Regions from separate parts of the Gossypium hirsutum genome. Here all the other regions are linked to region 2. The links are chromatin contacts, called in public Hi-C maps. All regions are on one chromosome and are shown on one strand. The core of a region is the stretch at or near the end of the contact, and the rest is flanking DNA. Distances in the headings are between cores, read along the strand shown.

Evidence for each region. Hi-C and Micro-C count contacts between places; a contact is called where the count stands out from the background.
Region 1: a contact with region 2 is called in a Hi-C map of leaf, with 2.0 times the contacts expected there. The contact joins the promoter of LOC107888787 here to the promoter of LOC107888833 in region 2. A contact is called at or near these places in 2 of 34 Hi-C or Micro-C datasets (both in leaf).
Region 3: a contact with region 2 is called in a Hi-C map of leaf, with 2.0 times the contacts expected there. The contact joins the promoter of LOC107888971 here to the promoter of LOC107888833 in region 2. A contact is called at or near these places in 2 of 34 Hi-C or Micro-C datasets (both in leaf).

What each region holds. Positions count from the first base shown.
Region 1 is chrA11:109,318,795-109,323,089 of Gossypium_hirsutum_v2.1, forward strand. It overlaps LOC107888787, which reads left to right and starts at 1,553. Exons shown (of 4, transcript XM_041081692.1): 1 at 1,553-1,948; 2 at 2,058-2,981; 3 at 3,070-3,170.
Region 2 is chrA11:109,185,999-109,190,642 of Gossypium_hirsutum_v2.1, forward strand. It overlaps LOC107888833 (protein NDL1), which reads right to left and starts at 2,724. Exons shown (of 11, transcript XM_016813071.2): 1 at 2,449-2,724; 2 at 2,218-2,317; 3 at 1,812-1,909; 4 at 1,579-1,667; 5 at 1,060-1,120; 6 at 879-965; 7 at 731-808; 8 at 598-654; 9 at 306-361; 10 at 13-148. The coding sequence starts at 2,508.
Region 3 is chrA11:108,955,212-108,959,423 of Gossypium_hirsutum_v2.1, forward strand. It overlaps LOC107888971 (trihelix transcription factor GTL2), which reads left to right and starts at 2,814. Exons shown (of 2, transcript XM_016813257.2): 1 at 2,814-3,632; 2 at 4,006-4,212. The coding sequence starts at 3,163.

The DNA of each region.
Region 1 (4,295 bases), core at 303-2,802, 130 kb after region 2:
ATTTATAAATATACACAAAATCATAATTCATGCATATAATTTTTAGATTTATCTCTACAAATTTTTTAAGCATTATCTCAGAGTTTTATCTTTATTGATGATATTAAGTATTTTGCATTCATTCACCTTAGCTTTGTCAAACTCAAAACTGTCATGGTGAGCATATATAAGATTCAAAACCAAGGCAAACTTGAAAGGTCAAATTTTACTCTGGTTAGGTGGATTCGATGGATTCTATTGGATGAAGAGAAGTGGTGCTTGAGATATGTTCCCAGAGAAATTAACAAGATTGCATATACATTAACAAAAATGACTTTCTCAAATGTCGAAGGTTTGCACATGTTCGAAGATCCCCTATGAAGATTCAAGAAGTCCTAAAAGAGGAAAATGCAATTTACTCAAGAATATGTTTATGTAATATTTCACTTACTTCACACAGAAAACACTAAGGCATCAATAAAAAAAATGAAATTTAAAACATAAATTTTATTCTAATTAATTGCATTCAATGTGAAGTTTACACATATTGTGATTTAAATATTTCTTTTTGAGATACGAATGTTATTTATAGATCTAGAATTAAATTTTAATTGATATATAATTTTAACATTAATTAAGTGATAATTAAAAGATATAGTAATATAATAGAAAATAAAGAGTATTCTCATCAGGTTAATTTTTTTTCAAATTCGTGCTTTTATATAAATTATAAATTATAGATTTATATTTATTAATACTAGAAATCCTATCACAATGAAAAAAATTATATTAAAATTGTTTATCTTGGTGTTGCCATCAATCTTGAGTCGGGACACCAATTCAATCAAATACATTAACATATATATATACACACAAAATTGATGGTGGTAATAAAATATAATTAAATCTTTTTAAATGTATAAAAATTTCAAAATAAAACTTTAGTTAAGTGATAAATTAAAGATTTTACTAATGCAAGTAGTTTAAGTTTAAATCTTATTTTAATTACTGATGAACATTTCCAAAAATTTCCCTAGTCAAATGGGTGACCCAATCGATAAAACCAACTCAATAAAATAATAAATAGTATAGATATATTGTTTAGTATATTAAATAAGATACAACAACTAAAATAAATTAATTTAAGGATTCCGTAAGCATATTGAAGCACGAGCTATATATGAAGGACTCACTCAAGCTTGGAAGAAAGAATTTCGTAAGGTTGTGATTGAAAGCGACAATGCATTGTTGATTGATATAATTGAGAATGGTTATGCGGTTGATAATAATCTTTATAAACTTCGTTTAATACATGTTTTATTCAAGCAAAACTAACAACTTAAGTTTCAGCATGTTTCGTGAGAACATAATAAACTGACAGATTATATGACCAAAGTCGTTCCCAGTGCTGTTAACATGTTATTAACTTTTGAAAAATCACTTAATTATATTTGATTTTTTTTAGTAAATGACTGATATTTATTGATCATCACGTGCCTCAAAGTGATTGAAAGTATAGGTAAAAAGTAATAACGATAAAGCAAAGAAAACAATAAAAGAAAACTAGGAAAAGACAAAACAGTAGAAACCCAACGGACAAAACAAGAACTGCCCCTAGAAAACAAAACCATTAATGGAAAACAACAGAAACCCCTTAAACCATGAGACGAATCAAATAACCCTTCAAAATATCAGTCGAAACAGCTTCCCCGTCCGCATAATAGAGATAACAATCACAGAGGGGAACCCAAAAGCTTTGAGTCCATCCATGGAGATTCAAAGAACCTTCTCCATATTCAAATCAAAGTAAACCAGACTTAAAATTGCTGAGTCAAAATCTCTGTTTTTTCTCCATCAATTGTTTGACAGAGCTTGAAACTTCATTCCCCCAGAATCCAGAAAACCGACTTCTCCGTCCTTCCATGGCCAAAGTGTGGGCCATGCCATTAGCCAAGCGAGGAACAAAAAGGTAATCTATTTCATCAAAACAATTTTCCAGTTTATTAATCTGATGAACGATAGATCTAATGAGAGATCTGTCTTCTACCCTTGTCATCATTTTCTTTATAACCGTCAAGGAGTCACCTTCCACCAACACCCGATGGAAGCCCATATGGATAGCAAAAAGCACCGCTAGCTCGTACGCCCTTGCTTCAGCCACGAACGCATCAGCCACATCATTAAACAGATAAGTCTCTGCCCTAATATATTCTCCTCTATGATTTCTAGCAATTATTGCTGAAATAGAAGTTCTTACCTCACTTTGAAAAGATGCATTGAAATTTAATTTGATAATACCTAACCCCGGAGGGATCTAGCACTTTCCTAATAGTGGCGAGTAAATAACTCTCAACTTTTCTTGACATTGAACTAGCTCTTGTTGGTAGCCACGAATGAAACCTAAGATATCCTGCAAAGAGAAATTAATACCTTCAAGAAATTAACTTGTTTCTTCTGAACCATAGAGCCTAAATAGAAATAGCAATAAACTGTTTGCTTTGCTTATCAGCCAAATAGAAAGTATTAACAAAGAGATCTTTGTAGCTCAAGCTACTATCAGGAAGAGCAGTTCGAATATGGAGAAACGCCATACTGAACGAAGAACATCACATGACCACAATAGATGATCCATATCCTCTAGAGCCCTCTTGCAAAGGGGATAAATCAAATCAACCCGCAGAGATCTGATTGCCAGATTACAAAAATGGGGTAGAAAATTATTAAGGAGTCTCCACAAATGTATTTTAATTTTGGCAGGAATGTGAATAGGCCAAAAAATATTGTAAAAATCCTTGTAAACCTCCATATTAGGTTTAATGTAATTATTTCTCTGTAAAAAATCAAAAACAAGGACCCGATGCCCACTTCTGACTGAGTAGTCCCCAGAACCTTCAAATTTCCACACCAGGATGTCCTCCGACCTAGATCCAGAGAGTGGAATAGAAAGAATACGTTTCACTTGATCATCATAAAAAATAATAAAGATCAACTCATTATTCCAGGTATTAGAAACATTATCCATCATATGGCTAACAGTCGTATATTATGGATGAATTTGTTGAACTGACACTCTATTTTCCTCTCTACCAGGAAGCCACAGGTCATTCCAAATATTAATGCAAGATCCATTACCAACCCGCCACAAAATTCCATCAGCAATTAATTCTCGAGCACTGCAGATGCTCTTCCAGGTAAAAGAGGGGTAAGAACCTACATTGGCTGTTAAAATATCTGAATTAGGATAGTAGCGGGCTTTAAGAACTTTGGCTAATAGACTAGTGGGCTGGGATAAAAGACGCCAAACTTGTTTTGCTAATAATGCCTTATTAAACAATAACAGATTTTTAAAACCCAGCCCACCCATACTTTTCGGTTTACAAAGTCCATCCCAATTGCTCCAATGGATACCTTTGGCTGACTTATTATTAGATCACCAAAATTTATTCATGACGCCTTCGAGCTTGTGACATAAAGATTTAGGCAAAGCGAAACATTGCATAACATAAATCAGGATCGACTGTAAAACATATTTCACAAAAACTTCATTGCCCCCTATCGATAAGAAACGTAAATTCCATCCCGCAATACATCTCCTAAAACGGTCTAAAAAATTTGGAAAGGCCCAATTCTTCTTTCTCCCCACCATCATAGGTAAGCCAAGATACTTCTCAAAATTCGAAGCAACCTTCACACCCAATGTATTAGTAATGGAGTCCTTAGTGTGAGTATCAACATTAGCCCCGAAATAAATCAAAGACTTTTCGAAATTCACTCTTTGGTCCGAGACATCCTCATACTCCTTTATAACCTCTCTAACCACCATAGCTCCCTCAATAGAGGTATCCTCAAATAGAATGCAATCATCCGCAAAGAACAAGTGATTAATCGCAAATCTACCCCTGTCAATAGTTGCGCCTTTCATAAGGCCTTTTTGCTTTACTTCAGAGATAAGAGTAGAAAACCTCCTGCACAAATAAGAAGAAGGTACGGGCTAATAAGAGGATCGCCCTGCCTTAACCCTCTGGACGGTAAGAACCGTTCACCATTCATCCCATTAAAACACACCGAATAGGAAACGGAACAGACACACCTCATAATAAGAATTATCCAATCCTCATGAAAACCCATATGAGTCATCATACCAGCCAAAAAATCTCATTCAACACGATCATACGCTTTACTCATATCGAGTTTAAGTGCAAAATTCCCATGTTTCCCTTCTTTCTTCATCTTTAAAGAATGAAGAACTTTGTAAGCAATTAACACATTATCGAAATAGGTCTTTCTAGGATAAAAGCCCCTTGGGCTTTATTGAT
Region 2 (4,644 bases), core at 1,474-3,973:
ACAGAAATCTACCTCAACAAGAGTGCAATTCTTTCTTCCGATTTTGTCACTCATATGCACAGATTCTGCATGGAATGGACTGCTTTCACCGACAAAAATAAGTGTCTTACACTGCAATTTCTTCAAGTCATCTGTAAGGTCATGTCTCCTGCATATATTCTTCACTCAATGCTATGGAATTGCACTTAGATATACAAAACAAGGATGAGAGGTGAGTGGCAACACACGCATCCTGGCCATCATAATTTTTTCCGTGGAATGAGGGAGTTTGAGAAAAGACAACAAAACGACAAGAACGAACTTACCTATTAATTGCTTGAAGAAAGCGCATAACATTCGGACTCTGCCTTTCATCCAGTAACTGCAATCAAATTATCAAAAAGATTACCCCTAAATTTCAGGTTATGTTATTATAAGTTAAAATAAGGAAGTGTGTTAGATGCAACTTCTTGTTTCATTATATAAATTGGCATCATCTACACGGCAGCCTATTCAACTTGTTCATATATCAATAAATCAACCAGTTGAATGACCAAAAGATAATACAGAATAACTAAGTGCTGGTGTTTATCTTATCAGTTTAATCGGTTTCCTTACTCTCAGGCAAGCTTGGATGACCTCAGACTCTGCACCATGCATACCATACCTGAGTTCCTACAAAAAAGAATTCCATAATTATAACACTTAACAGATATCAGAGAATTTAACTTAAAATAGTGATGCTGATTACCTTACTAAAATATCGCTGAAGAAGGCATTCTTTTAATACACCACACATACCATAGAAGTACAACAAGTTCATCAACACCTGAAAAGAGAAATTTTAGAGCAAAGTAAATTCATTACAACTATTAAAGATACAAGGTGCAAACTAGAACCTTGTTGTAGAGCCATTCAGTCCATGTAGGGGCTTTGCAAACAGGAGAGACGAGAATTAATCCAAGCACTCTCTCATTATATTTCATCTGGCACACGGGAGAAAAATACATGAGACCATCACAGTATCAGAATATCAGCACAAGAAATATTTGCTAACTTTTGTATCTTACGCCGACTTACTGCAAATAGTGTAAGGATGTAAGCCCCGGCTGTTACACCCAAGCATAGAACTCTTGTCAGCCTGATGTTAAAAACTTAAATTAGTTATAACAGATAAAAGGAGTGAAAGAAAAAATAAGGAAAAGTTATCTCCCCCAACAACTGGCATAAAAAATCATTCCCAGGATCCTGAGCAAATAATTTCTATTATTCGTTTCAGGTCCATATGCTTTACACTTTTGAAAGTTTTGGAAGGAAAATACAGTGAAATTAAACATGGATAGACCACCTACATTGCATCATGAGAACAATGGTTGGCAAGAACTTTTATGAGGAATATATATCAGATATCTAACAGATAGCATTACAAAATGAGGGGAAATTTGGAATATAAAATTATACATTTTCTACACCTAAGTTACTCGAACTCAGGGGCAAGTTAGAATCATTTTTGAATACATTGGAATAGGAACAACTGAAGAAAAAAACTGCAGAAAGTAGTCCAATCATTTCCCTTTTACACTCCTTTACAATACATACCCAAAGAAATCAAGAACTTCAGCAACCTGATCTGCTAAGTCATCCACACTAAGCAATGGAACATCCGGAGAGATCACATTTGCTCCTAACTGCAAAAACTCTTAACCAAATGGCATACAGGTTCTATTAGTATCATCCAATCAGGAATGCACCATCTGACAAGCTACAAATTAACAATTTGAACCAAAAACTCATTGTTCAAACAAATGCATTTCTAAAACTGAGTCACTGACCTCGTGCCCTGGGGCATCAATGTGGTAAACACAAAAGTTATGAAGCAACAACGAAGCGGCATCAGGGCAAAAGAATAGGCCTTGGAAACAAGACATGTCTATAACAATTCAACAAGCACAAAACAAACATATATCAAAACACAAAAACCAGCAATTCTTTAAAACCCCAAAAGCTAAGAAGTTCAAGAATTAGTACAAAAATGTAATTATGTGCAAAAACGAAAATTAACCCACTTAAAGAACTTGTGAAATGAACAAAAGTAACATTTTGGTGAATGTACAAGCTGCAAAACTCAGTTCAATTTCAAGATATATGAAGTAAAAGAAGCAAACCCATTAAATCTAACGAAGCAAAAATCACTTAAAGTTCCAATATTCCCATAAAAAAAAAGAAATGAAAACATACAGTTAAGAGCAACATCTGGATAGGTTATTAAAGCGGGTTTCTCTTGATCGCCACAAACAAAAACAGATAGAGAACCTCTACTTGTTTTCACCAAAAACTCCTGGAAAAAATAACAATGATATATTTATAAAAGTCAAAAAGAAATAAAAGATAGCTTGAAAAGGGGAAGAAAAAAAATGTTGAAGAAGCTATGTTCTTAGCGGTTTTATTAGTTAGTTTTAGTTTCTTTACCTTCCCTCCAAAAGGAACCATATCAATCGCAATGGATACTGAGTCACTTGAATCACCCATGACTCGTTCTTCTCGTTCACTTGGTTTCAAGAAAAAACAAATGAAAACTCACTGATTGAACTCACTTATTATCCAAAAAAGAAAAACAAAGTCATTTGAGATTGGAAGTCTCAGGCTTTCTTCTTCATTGACAAGTCTAGCGTTAAAGAATTTGTTTTCGAGAGATACAATGGAATGGCATAAAAGCCCTGGGTTTGGTACTGAAATTACACCACAAGCCTAGTCATGTTTGGTGCAATGACTCTTTTGCCATCGATGAACTCGTTGACTCTTTGTCCTTTTCCTTTGTTTTTATTCGGGCAAGTGACCGTTAAGGTGGCGAATACAACGGTCAAGTGGGCGAATGGAGTAAAACGGCACCGCTTGAAGGGCTTTGGAGTAATTTCGTAAATGGCATCAATACAGCTGGATGCCACCTGGAAGCCGCTAAAAGGAGCACTCCAAGATGAAAGGTATCATTTATGCGCCAGCTCATCATTCGCTATGTTTTATTTATCATTTTCTATGTATTTAAATTAATGTTGACTTAATATTTAAAATTTGGATATTTCTTTCTTTGGTCATAAATCAACAAATTTTTTATTTTTCTTTTTTATTAATGAAACAAATACTATAATTTTAAAAATGAGATTCATTTTCCTTTTATTATTTCAATGTTGGTTTGAGTGCGTGGAATACATTACTCTTTTATTTATGGATAAAAAAATAAATTATAAATAATTCTACGTATTGATTATAAAATCCTTATCTTTGAACATAAAAAGTAGTTTAAATTCAAATAAATTTTTATAATTTATATTGTTAATGAATAACACTAAAAAATATAATTAGTAACAAAAAAAAAAAAGTAAGCGTAAGTTAGTGACATGATTTTGATTGGGGTATTTATGTTCCCTTGGATCCAAAAACGCGTTTTCAAACGCTAATTACGGACGCTATCTCACATAATCATACCAAAAATATAAAATAAAACCTTCGTGGTCCATCACGTAATTAAACTATATTGTATTTTATAATTTTTTATTTATGATGTACTCATAAACGTAGAAATTTTAATTTGGAGTACGAGACCAAACTTATTTTTGAAAATCATTTCAACTCTACAATTTTAAAATAAAATAAAATAATTGAATTTAAAATAGAAACATAGTCTAAAGGAGTTTTACTTTAAAAAGAGACCAAAATAATTTAATTAGAAGGTTCCAAAAAGAAAATTTGAATAAAAATGATTTGTCAGAGACGTAAAGGACGAAATTGTAAATGGGGAAAACGCCATGGACAGAAAAGGAATATAATCGAATGAGTACCCTTTTTGTGCCGATGTCTGATTCTCTCTATGCTGCTCTGATATTGACTTTCAACTCATTAATTAGTGAATGTACCAAAAAACCTCATTAACTCCAATTTATTAATAATTAAAATTCAATTTTATATGAGGCTGCATGTTTAAGTATTGCTATGTGAGATCTTTTTTTTTTTTAATTTATTCTATGTTCTAATTTTGTTTTATAAATTTTATATAAAAAGATAACATCAATTTCATAATAATTATATTATTTACATTGCTGATTTTGCATGTACTGGAAATTCTATATAGCATTAGAAATTGTGTGACAAAGACTGATACTCAATCAACATGAAGACTTCAATTAGCTTCATTGCTTACTGTTGCAGCGCGACAACTTATAAATAACCTTCCCAACATCTGAACATGGCACAGATGATTTCCGAACTTCAGTCGAACAAGGAAGCCGGCACCAGTGAGCCTGGATCCGGCTCTAAAGAGTTTCAACAGTTTAAAAAGCTTTTACAGTGTAAAATTCTCAGCAAATTTTTCTTACCATACTTTGCAATCTGTCAAGATTGTGCTGCTATCGAGAGAGGGATTTGATCCGGCTCGGGTTTCTGCAAAAAGAAGTTATGAAGCTAAACTAGTTTCATAGCTAATACCAAGACAATGGTTAAGTGATTCCGACCAGGAAAGCTATTGAACTGGTCCATTCGAGAAAGAGGGCATATTGAACTAATCCTACATCTCAATGCATCCATCGAGCATTTTGACAGTCAATGTCAAAGATTCCCATGGTTATCCTGCTCAAGTCAATGCAAAATTGAAATCACAAGTTTCCCAAGTAA
Region 3 (4,212 bases), core at 1,564-4,063, 230 kb before region 2:
TCTTTGTGGTGGACGGCGAAGAGATTGAAGATAGAAGAGAAATTTCCTCTTTCTTTCCACGATGTTATATATATAGGTTAATTAGTTTAACTAATTATACTTAATTAACTTAACAAATCACTAATCATGCTTAATGAATTTAACATTATCATCCACTAATCCCTATTTGAAAATGATTTATTTACTATTTTGGACCTTTGACTAATTGCCATATAAATCCCCAAGTCTTTTGTCAATTAAAATTTTATAGCGATTGGACTTTTACGATTTAATCCGTAAGCCTTAATGAACTATTAATTTGGTAAAATTACTACATCAATCTTTAAACGATTTTTATAGTAGCTCCATAAATATTTAATATTTATGAACTCAACCTACGGAAATAGAATTCTGAAACTGTATTTTTTGATACCATTAAAAACCACGTCATTACACCGTAATCATGTATTAATGAAAATATAACAAGATAAGTGGATAAACTTAGAAGATTAAAGCTCACTTTTGTTGGCTATAAAGGGTTGAGAACATCGTTTGTTGGTTGTTGATTTTGAGAGCTAATTAAACTTGTTCTATATTGGAGAACATTTTGTTAAGGTAATTCCTTTGTACTTTCACTTTACTATTGGAGTGATTATTCCTTTATTTGAGTGACGGTGTTTGAGGGGGTGGGGTGCAAATAATTATATAACAATGAAGTTTCAATTATCTTTTGTGGGAGTTGATAGATTTAACTTAAATCACTCATTGTACCGTAAAATTATTTAAGGAGTTCATTCTTCTTTTTTAAAACAATTTCATTATAAGTTTTTTTTATCATATTTGATCTTTTTTGACATAATATTTAGAACTACTTATAGTTCCTTCTTAACCCATAAATAAAAGGATAATGTGTTTCAGTTTACTCGAATTTACATCTTTCAGTATTAACAATAATACCCATACTAATCAAATTAAAACTCAATCAGATATTAACTTAAACAGCTTGAAACCATTGTATTTTCAAGTTTTGTTGGGTCAGTGAGATTGTGAAAACTCATACATAATACATGCATGCATGCAAGCCCACTTTATTATCTCATACATAATACATGCATGCATGCAAGCCCACTTTATTATCTTTGAGAAAACATTTTCTCTTTATTTATTTATTTATTTTGAAATACATTCGTATAATAATAGAAATCTATTCTTACTGTACTCATAACTCCTATGTGTTTATTTAATAGCTAACTATTTCATCAATCTTTAAATGCCCAATTTGATTATCCAAATAAATATTGAACATCTAGCATTTCAACTTAGATCTAATTCGCGTAGATCCCCAAAAATACCAATCAATTATTTGAAATAATTTTTGTCCCTCACAAATCAAAGGCAGTATAGTAGCTGTAGGCAAAGTAAATATAACGTTTTGAGAACGAAATTCGTAAATTGTACTGTAAATTGAATTGTATTTTATTTTTTTATTTAAAAAATTAGGAAATTAGTTATTATATGTTAAATCAAAAAATAAATTTATCTTTTTATTAAAATTTATTTTTACTGTTAAAAGATAATCTTTATACATTAATCATGTTAATTTTTAATAGTAAAATAGATAAGTAATTATCCATTCTTTGAACTAATTTATAGAGTATAATCGATGATACTTTAGTAAAGGAATGATTGAAAAATCAGACTCTAAATGTAAATATAATGGATGAGTATCCATATTATGTGGAATCAAGATTTAGGCGTATGTTTGAGAAATGTAATAATGGACTGTAAATTACATAATTTACAGGCTAGGGTAAATTGGTGGGCGACAGTAGCCTCTTCCTTCCTTAAATAATTTGGTCCCAATGTCTGCATGTTTTCACGTGTCCTGCCATCACCATTGCCGTTAATTACAGCATCAGCTACTGCATAGGATTCTAAGGACCCAAATATAATAAATAATTAAATTACATAATTTTAAAAAATTGAAAGTATCCTTTTCCAATCCCCTATTTGTTGGTTGTTTCCCTCACTCTCATGCCTGTTCACTGGATCCCACTTTCTTTTCACATTTCACTTTCATTAATATCAATTATCATACCGCTGTTTTAAATCTTCTTCCATTTTTTAAATAATTCATTTCCAAAATCCCATTTTAAATGTGTAAATAATATTAACATTTAGTTAAATTGGTCCAAACTATACAAATATTTATATGTTTTCCAACTTCTTCTTCTTTTTTTTTTATAAAAAAATGACTCATTTTTCTTAAAATATTGTTTGGTTTCCACTCAAATCATATGTATATATTTAGTGCAGACACACACACAAAAAAAAGGACTAATCTGTGTCTTACTTAAACTATGGTATTATTATATTTTAGTATTCATTTTTTGTTTTCCTAAATATTTATCTGCCAAAGGAGTTTTATAGAAATACATATAAAAAGGTGATTGATGAAAGTTTGACTTGATAAGAAAGTCAAACAGATCAACGGCTGCAGGAGACAAATGAAGTCGGTTGAAAAGTAACGACAACCTCAAAAAAACAACAAAAAAGAAATGAAACTTTTGAATTAAAACATAAGGAGAAAAAAAGAAGAAGCAAATAAACCAAGAAAATTTCTTCAACTTTATATTCAAGCTTTGCCTTTTGCTAAGAGAATTAAAACAAAAACAAAAACTAAGCCTTTTATTATTCCTATTAAAGTTTAAATCATTGAGTAAATAAGTTTTTTATTGAAAAATTAAAAATAAATAAAATAATAATAATTTTTATTTTATAATTAGTTCATTAAATTTAAATAATATACCAAGTACAAGTGCAAGTGCATGAATAAAAAATATATATATTTGGTGGAATGGGAGCAATTAAATGTTAATCCAAAAAAGCAGCAAGAACTTAACCTTAATGGTACATTTATGAGTTGGGGTCTCATTGGACAGTGACTTCACTTGCCACCAAAAGGGGTGTGGTGGGCTATCTTTTCTCTTCCATGACAGGACAAAATTCTTGATAAATGAGAGAGAGAAACAAAGAAGGCATCAGATAGAGATAGAGATAGAGAAAGGGCAGCTATGGTGTTTTTTGAGTGTTTGTTTTGTTTTTGCAGCCCTTCTAGTCCTCTCCCATTTTACTGAACCCCCCAAAACCCAAAAGGAAAGATAGTGTAAAAGGAAAAGAAAAATGTTTGATGGAGTGCCAGACCATCTTCATCAATTCATAGGAGCGTCATCAGCATCAGCTAGAACCACCACCACCACCACTCTCCTTCTCCCTCTCTCTTTCACTTCTTCAAATGGTTTCACTTCCTTTGACCCTTTGTTCACTTCTTCATCAAACTCCCATCATCAGCAAGTGCCCCCTCAGCTGCATCATCATCATCATCAGCAGCAGCAGCAGCAGCAGCAGCAGCAGCAGCAGCCTCAGTTGTTGCAGTCATTGCACCAGCAGAAGAATAATGAAGAGAGTACCACCAGTTTGGTAGGTATGAACATGGAGATTAATGGAAGAGATCAGAGATCCATTGCTGAACCGATTGATAATCTTCATCATCATCATCATCCTTGGTCTAATGATGAAGTCCTTGCACTGTTGAAGGTCAGATCTAGCATAGAAAATTGGTTCCCAGAATTCACTTGGGAACATGTCTCAAGGTATATACATACAAACTATACATATATCCATTTCATGTTTTCTTTTCTTTTCTTTTCTTCTCTTTTCTAATAGATAGAGTCCCTTCAAATTTTGATGAATGAAACAATCAAATTGGATAGTATTAAATCATCTACATTAACCCTTGTGGGGATATCATTATTTATGAGCCGTTGTTAATGAAAGAGAGAGAGAGAGAGAGAGAAAAGGGATACTGATAATTAAATAAACAAAAAAAAACCTTGGTATAGTATTTTATAAGTGAATAATTGATAGTAAAATAGAAAGAATAAGTGTTTGATATATAAATATAGGCATGCAGCTTTGTAATGGTTCAATTATATATATATGTGCACACAGTTATGGTGGGTGCAGGAAGTTGGCAGATCTTGGGTTCAAGAGGAGTGCAGACAAATGCAAAGAAAAATTTGAAGAAGAAAGCAGATATTTCAACAGCATCAATTGCAGCAAAAACTACAGGATCTTTAGTGAACTTGAAGAACTTTATCAAGCTGAGAATCCTCCACCTCCACCTCCACCTCCGCCTCCTCCTCCTCCTCCTCATCATCATAGCCAGCAGCA